Linked DNA regions of Mus musculus: region 1 is linked to region 2. The links are chromatin contacts, called in public Hi-C maps. All regions are on one chromosome and are shown on one strand. Each heading gives the region's core, a stretch centred on a gene start, on an enhancer-like site or on the middle of the called end of the contact. The rest is flanking DNA. Distances are from core to core; before and after follow the strand shown.

Evidence for each region. A called contact is a pair of places that touch in the nucleus more often than the background predicts.
Region 1: a Hi-C map of uterus shows a contact between it and region 2. The contact joins the enhancer-like site here to the promoter of Lgi2 in region 2. A contact is called at or near these places in 2 of 39 promoter capture datasets (both in liver), 15 of 484 Hi-C or Micro-C datasets (CD8 T cells, Sertoli cells, cerebral cortex and 9 more), 7 of 115 datasets of contacts at active chromatin or transcription factors (PVALB interneurons, SST interneurons, embryonic forebrain and 3 more) and 3 of 9 other capture datasets (adipose tissue, embryonic stem cells and pancreatic islet).

The regions. Positions count from the first base shown.
Region 1 is chr5:52,635,016-52,638,926 of GRCm38.p6, reverse strand. No RefSeq gene overlaps it. Among named protein-coding and RNA genes, the nearest start is that of Gm30178, 13 kb to the right of the region's middle. Within about 2 kb of position 2,331, at least 13 of the 459 cell types and tissues checked have an H3K27ac peak or open chromatin away from gene starts, as enhancers often do. A contact at or near this core is called in PVALB interneurons, SST interneurons and uterus, where this site is marked.
Region 2 is chr5:52,564,190-52,567,679 of GRCm38.p6, reverse strand. Lgi2 (leucine-rich repeat LGI family, member 2) reads left to right here and starts at 1,374. Exons shown (of 8, transcript NM_001310604.1): 1 at 1,374-1,762. The coding sequence starts at 1,575.

The DNA of each region.
Region 1 (3,911 bases), core at 1,082-3,581, 70 kb before region 2:
CAAAAGTCTGGGAGCCTCGACTGTCTTACATTCTGTATTAATTATAGCAAGAAGTCATGTAAAGCCAGGCATGGGTATGCATTTCTGCCATCCTCACAATCAGGAGACTGAGGCAGGAGGATTGTGAGTTCAGGACCGCTCTGGGCTACAAAGTGATGTGACTCTGCCAATCAAAACAAATAATAGTCACCTTGTACCTACTTTTAAAAACTTCCCCAGAATCAAGCCTGTGCCCTTCTCTGTAACAGGTTTGAACTGCCTGTGATTTTGCTTATGTTATTATAGGACCTACTTCCTCTGAAAAGAGGCCTGACCACATCTAAACTTGCCCCCTTTCCCTCCATCCTTCCGGCTCTTCCCCTTTGGCCTTATTCCTGTCCAACCAAACTGGTCCGATTGCTGCCGCTCACTCCCCCAGCACACATTGCTTCTGGCTTTTCTCTGTCTGGGAATGTCAGCCTGGGCCCTTTAACTCACTTTCCTCCTGGTTTTCTTAAATCTCCTTGTAAGGGAAGGGTACTCCCAGGACCTTTTAAGAGCTAGAGCTGTCTTCTCTCCCTTGTCTTCAAGGGACTCTGTTGGTGTCCTGAGAGCCACCTGGAGCTTTGTGTAATGGCAGATTACGATTCAGTATGGCAGGGCTTGTGCTGTGTGTCGCATGTGCTCCGTGATAGCCGTCCTAGGTGGTCCTAGCCTATTGGCCATGCCTCATGCTGAGGCGTGGAGGTCTAACACAGCACGCAGTGTACAGGTTGGTGAAAATGTGTTTTCCCCTAGGCCCCTGGGTAGGCATCAGTACCACCAAAACGTGACTGCTCTCTCATATTCCAAGCACCTAAGCAGCAGCTGCCACAGGACACTCAGCTATTTATTGTATGAAAGATTGAAGAGGGATTAAATATTTATGCAGCTGTGAATCCCATCATGTCTGATTGAAACTCCAATAGTTCCATCTCTAATACATTCCCGAATCTTTCCTTGAGGTGCAGATGCAGAGGTCCTGCTCAGCTCTCCTTGTGCAAAGGGAACCTCACACGCCCCCTCCCTGCCAGCTGCAAGGAGCAGCCTCATCTGGCCGCCCCTTGTTCTTTCTTACCTTCAAGGGCAGCTATAGCCTGTCAAGCCAAAGTCATTGGGTAGTGTCTGAACATGGCTGTGCTATAAGACTATCCCCCCCCGCTGTGTATACCTCCTACCAGGTGCACTCACTTGTGTGCAAGTGTGGAAGTCAGAGGTCGTCTTTGGCTATCTTTCTCTATCACACTCCACGTTATGTTTGAGACAGGGCCTGTCCCTGAACCTGTAGCTTGCTATTTTGACTAGACTGGTTGGCCGGCTAGCTCTTGGTATCCTCGCCTGGTCTCCTCTCTTGGTGCTACCATGCGCAGCTTTTATGTGGATTCTGAGGATCTGAACAGCAAACACATTACTCAATGAGCCATTTCCCAACCCTTAGTCTGGCATCAGTTTGTGAGTTATGATTTTAAAATCCCAATTGCTATTTTCAAACATGTGTCAAGACTTGAGGTTTAACACATTTTTTTAATAAGTGACCCATAGACCCCGAATGAGAGCAAGATCATCCAAACGGAGAATCTCTACAAAGGCTTTCTGTCATGGTCAAATAATAACTACAACGTGAGAGGACACCTTCACCCTTAACCTGCCACGGAGTGCCAGAGTGGCTCGCTTAGGGTTTTAGTGTCAACTTGATACAACCTCGAGTCACCCGGGAAGAGGGAACTTTAACTGTAGAGTTGTCTCCATCAGATTGGCATGTGGCCATGTCTGTGAGGGACTGTCTTGATGGTGAGGGGCTCAGGCCACTGTGGGTAGCACCATTTGTAGGTGGGTGGGCCTGGGCTATATTAGAAAGTGAGCAGAGAGTGAGCTAGCAACCACCATTCCTCTGTGGTTTCTGCTTGAATTCCTGCCCCTTCTGTCCTCCATGACAGACTGTGGTTAGAAGCCTAAGATGAAATAAACTCTTCCCGTAGATTGCTTTAGGTCAGAGGGTTTTATCACCACAGCAGGAAAGCAAACTAGATCACTAAGCGACCTGACCTTCCGAAAGCTAACTTTTGACTCATCTGAAAGGATAACAAGACCTCCCGGGACTGAGATAAACATCCAGTGAAATTTTATGTGTGGGAAGTGGCTGGGGGAGGGAGGATGGATATGTAGCCCCTGGTCTGATAGGAGCTATCACTGAATGGTTGGTAACACAACACACCAAAAATGGAAAAGATCTTTAATGAAATAGCATCGGAAATGGGCTTTATGCAGTGCAGCTGTGTTGGCTTGGTATTTATCACATCCTATCTATCGCAATAAAAACCGAGACTGCAGCTATGGGAGATGAGCCTCGGTCTCGGAGCTGCCCTTCCTCCTGCTTCTTGCCTCCTACCGATGGATTTTCTTCTTTGTCTTAAGGCTTTTTTTTTTTTTTTTCCTTTTGGTGCTGTTAAAAACACAGATGCCTCCGGAAACAGATAACTGCTTATTCTTATCAGTTAAGGACGTCTTAGTTGGGGAGAGTTTATCAGATGTTCCTGAAGAATAGGCTTAAAAAAAAAAAAGCCAAACTTTAGCATAGAAACTTTCAAAATCTCCCAGAAAGCCATCTAGTGCCTGCTGCTCCAAGTGCCCAGCCGCACTTCCTGCCTGTGTAATTGACGCCTACCAAGTTCCACCTTGTTTCACTGGTCTCACTAACCACACCTCTGGTTGCAGAGTACATTGGAGATATTTGTGGGTGGGGCTCAGACCCAATCAGACATGGCCCCCAGGTGAGGGAATACTGGGCCCCCACCCCCAGAGGCTGAACCTAAGGTCTTGTGTGCACTTAATACATGCTCGATTACTGAGATATCCCCCCCCCCCCAGCCCTCTTGTGATTTTGAGACAGGGTCTGCTAAGTTGCCCAGGCTAAACTTGAATTCATTCTGCACCCCATTCTGTTCAGGTCCATGAACTTGGACCCCAAGCTCTTGGATAATCGTAGACTTCCAATGTCAGTTCTAATAGGATCTCTGTAGGGTTGTGTGGTAGCAGTTGTCCTAGCTACAGAGATAACCTTTGTTCTGAAATGTGTGGAAGGTGAATGGCGCTATGTCAGGCTTCACGGGCAGTGGAACCTCTATATCTTAACAGTTAGTTGTTCAGAGGGGAAGAGAGGCAAAAAGCTATGCCTGGGAAACATGAGAGGAGGGAGTGGGCTGGCCTGCGGAAAGAACCCTTCCTGATGTCTCCTGGTCAAATAGAGAGATAGGAGAGAGAGAGAGAGAGCGAGAGAGAGAGAGAGAGAGAGAGAGAGAGAGAGAGAGAGAGAGAGAGAGAGGAGCTTGTAGCTTCTGATCAGACCAAAGCTGATGATATTCTCCACTCTCTTCAAACAACTTGCTCATAACCTGACCTATGGGACGGAAGCCAGAGTACTGGAGTTCAGTCTCTAGGATCCACAGGAAACGCTGAGTGTGGAAGCACGTGCTTGTAACCCAGCACTGGGAAGCCAGAGACAGGAGGCTCCCTGAGGCTTGCTGGCTAGCCACTATAGTCCACTTGCTGAGTCCCCGGTGCAGTGGGATACCCCCATGTCAAAGGAAGTGGACTGGTAGGTCGGAATGATCCCAACAGTTGTCTTCTGACTTCTACATGCACCAGCTACACATGCACAGAGCGAGGAAGAATAAGAGCAGAAGCAAACACAATCAGAACCTCCCTTTGGAAGAGTTTGCCTGGACAAAATTCAGGATCCTTGGGTATCTGTGAGCCTCCTGGAATTCCCCAGGTAAGAAACCAGATGTAGAGAACTCTTCAAAGCTGCCTATGTGAGAGGTTCGAACAGAGGCTGGTCCTGAAGGCTGGGGCTACTCATGGGTCATGTCTGGGGCCTGAGAGGGCGCAGAAAC
Region 2 (3,490 bases), core at 125-2,624:
AGTCTCTTATATCCATGTAACTATGGGAAGGTCCTTCTATTGGGCTATCTGTCCAGCTACTGAAGTTTCCTGCCCATAGGGAGAGTTTTTCTCTTTTCCCATAGTGGACAGCCAGATATTTCCCCCGTTGAATTGTGCTAAAATGATTCAGGAATAAGAGGCAGCACCGATGAATTTCCTCTTCTGCACTGGCTGTACTTGTTTCAGGCACACGCTAACATCAGAATGGTTTGCCCAGGTTGGTAGCCTGATGGACAGGTCTGAGCTCAGAGCAGTTGCAGGGGTGGGGTAGGGGAATCTATAATGCTTTGTTCTGCTTTGGCATTTCCTTCCATGCCCCCAGCAGCACACGACCTTATGATAACATTAACGCTCCTTAAGACAGATTCTAGAAGTAAAAAGGGTTTCCCTGGGGCCAGTTACAAATCCCCATCTCAGGCTCCAGTCTTTCTCTTTGGTGTTGACTGTTAACAGCACACTCTGACAGCTACCCAGGACTCCTGGGCTTCAGTTTTCTCATCAGTTAAATTCTTGAAGATGGATAGCATCCGCTAAGGGTTAGGAGATGAAAGGCCCAGTGCTCAGAGCAACAAACTCTGTCTCTCCTAACAATCTGTGTCCCCCATCATTTAATCAGGGGGTGGGGGTGGGGCGTAGCTACCGTGTGTAGCTACCGTGTTGAGCCAGGAAACTTTTCTTCGCAGGCTAGGTTCTTGCAAGGCCCAACAGCCAGGCAGGGGATACCCTGCTGTAGCAGTTTTGCGATTCTAGTTTTCTTGGGCAACTGAAAAGGGATGGCTTCAGTGAGCTGAGGTGCAGTGGAGACTCAGACCCCACAGAAACATGGTGGGCCAGCCAAGGTGGCCCAGTCGGGTCCCTGTGCTACAGTCATTTAGGTCCTCTGTAAGATAAATGAAGTCTGCACAAAGGTCTGGCCTCTTCGGGGCACTCGGGGATAGAGACCTTTCTCCCAGGTCAAGACAGTGCTCCCCACTCCTACTTTTCTGGGGGTGTAGAGGCTCCAGTTCTTACGGTTTCTACTTTCTAAAATTTATTTATTTATTTATTTATTTATTTATTTTTTGCGGGGAAGGAAGCTCAGGATTTGACCCCGTAGAAAGGAGTCCACTGTCTGTGAAATCCTTTGCAGCCACAGAAGGATTGCGGGTCCCTGCTCCCAGGGGGTCTGAGCCACGGCTGGCCCCTCCCCCAAGGTCATCCAACTTTTCCTCCCCCCCCCTCCCCCGCGGGGCGGGCCCCCGCGTGCATTATTCATTGGTCCGGGCCCGCGGCAGGCGCGGGTGCTGATGTCAGGCCAGCGCGGGTGAGGCGGTGCGGCGGCCGCCCAGCAGCCCGGGCGCGGGTGGGGGGGCGCCGAGTGGGGGTGGCGGCCAGCATGCTGCTCGGCTGCGGCTCGGCCTCCCACACCCGCGGCGCCCGCGTCCTCGCCAGCAGCGCTGGCGGCCGATCGGCAAGCGGCACCCGCGTCTGCTGCGGCGCTGGGTCCGAGCGCACGGCGCGGGGCGGCGGCGGCGGCGGGGGTCCGAGCCCGGGCGGGGACCCGGGGACCCGGCATGGCGCTATGGAGAGGCGGCGGGGCGCTGGGGTTGCTGCTGCTGAGCGCCGCGTGCCTCATCCCGCCGAGCGCGCAGGTGAGGCGGTTGGCGCGCTGCCCCGCCACTTGCAGCTGTACCAAGGAGTCCATCATCTGCGTGGGCTCCTCTTGGGTGCCTAGGATCGTGCCTGGCGACATCAGCTCCCTGTGAGTGGGACCCCTCCATCTCCGCCCCGCCCTGCCCTGCCCTGCGCCGGCCGCCGCCAGGGAGTTGCGGCTGGTGCTGGGGCAGCGCCACCTGACCCTGCTCCTTAGTCCCTTTCTTTGCCTTTGGGTTGGGGGGCACGGAACGTGGGTGGAATCTGTGTGGAGTGGAGGGTGGGGTGGGGGGCGACTCTAAACCCCAGAGTACGGGAATCCAGACAGGTCCGCGTGACAGTTTCTCATTGTGGCCCGAGGCCACCTGCATCAGACCTACCTGGGGGGGAGCTGATGCTACTGCAGACCCAGGGCCCACCATGGGATAGGGTCTCTGCACCAGAGTTCACAGCCTGTATTTCGGGCCACGAGGTGATCCTTGGGGCACCTTAAAGTTTTGAGTGGTTCTGTTGTGTTGGTGAGTGGGTGGGTGTGTGACTGGAGAGCAGCTGTATGCGCCCGGATTGAGCGGCTAATTAGGAATGGGTGAGGCCTCACTGCAGCGGGCCTCAGCTCTGCTGGGAGGTTGGCCCCCTCCTGACCTCTCCACACTGCAGGCTAGGAAATGCCTAAGCTGTGCAAAGGCACACAGCTTCTGGAAGTAGAGGGGTTACTCCACGTGGCTTAGAGAGGGGAAACCCGGAAGACTTCTAAGTGCTTTTCCGTATATGGTGTCCAGCCGAGCCCCCTAGTGAGGGAAACCTTCCAACTTCTTGCCTTGAGTTCAAGAGGGCCCCCTTTTTACCATCTTTCTCCATGGTGGGTTGTATTACCAGCACTGACAGAACTAACCAGAGAGATTCCTCCACTTGCTTGCTAAGCACTTTCAACTAGGTCTCACACAGTGGCAATAGTGAAGTGTTGCTATGGAAGGGATCTGAGGGTGGTCTGTTTATTGCTGGGGCATCTCTTGCTAGGACAGCCCCTTATTCCAGGCTGAGGTGCTGGAGTACCCCTGCAGATGTAGAGGAGGGGATCCTGAGGGTAAGGTAGTTCTGGGTACCACGTTGCTTGTGCCTTCTCCATCGTGTCCTGTGCTTCTTCAAGGCAAAAACAGCATCAGCGTACAGGGAGGGAGAGGGTTCAAGGTCCTGTTTACATCTGTAAAAAGTTGGAAGAGTTTGGCTGTGGGCACAGCAGGCCCGTTTGCCTCTTACTCTTGCTAAATTAGATCACATGGAGGATTCTAGAATTTCTCTTGTTAAACCCTTTGGATGGGATCAAAGCTGAAGTGTTCTGCATGTTAACTCCAGTCATGTATGGAAATCCTGCTGTGGCCAGAAAGGGCAGGAGACCCTGAGGCAGAAGCAGCCAAGCTTCTTTTCCCAGCTCGACCATTTATCTGGCAGATGGCCCTGCCTCTCGCTTCCTGGGCCAGTTCAGGTGTCTCTGAGTTTCCCCCAAGGCTTTCACAGTGCATTTAGTCAGAAGTGCTCTGAGTGTCTTCCAGAGACTTGTGCTTCCAAGGGGGGAATGCTTAATCCTACCCCAGAGTTTTGTGGGCCAACATTAACTTTGTGTCTGCACAAACAGAATCCTGGGTGAAGTAATTATCCACCTTCAGCGGAGGCCTCCTGTAGTTAAGGGAGGGAAGCTCGGGAATTGATTTAAGCTGACTGAGCTAATGTCTGTGAGAGGAGCCAGACCCATACATAGCACTGGATTCTGTTAGCCAGACTAGTTTTCCTCTTGACCAAGTATACTGGGAAGCAACTCTCCTCTTTCTCATCTTGCTCC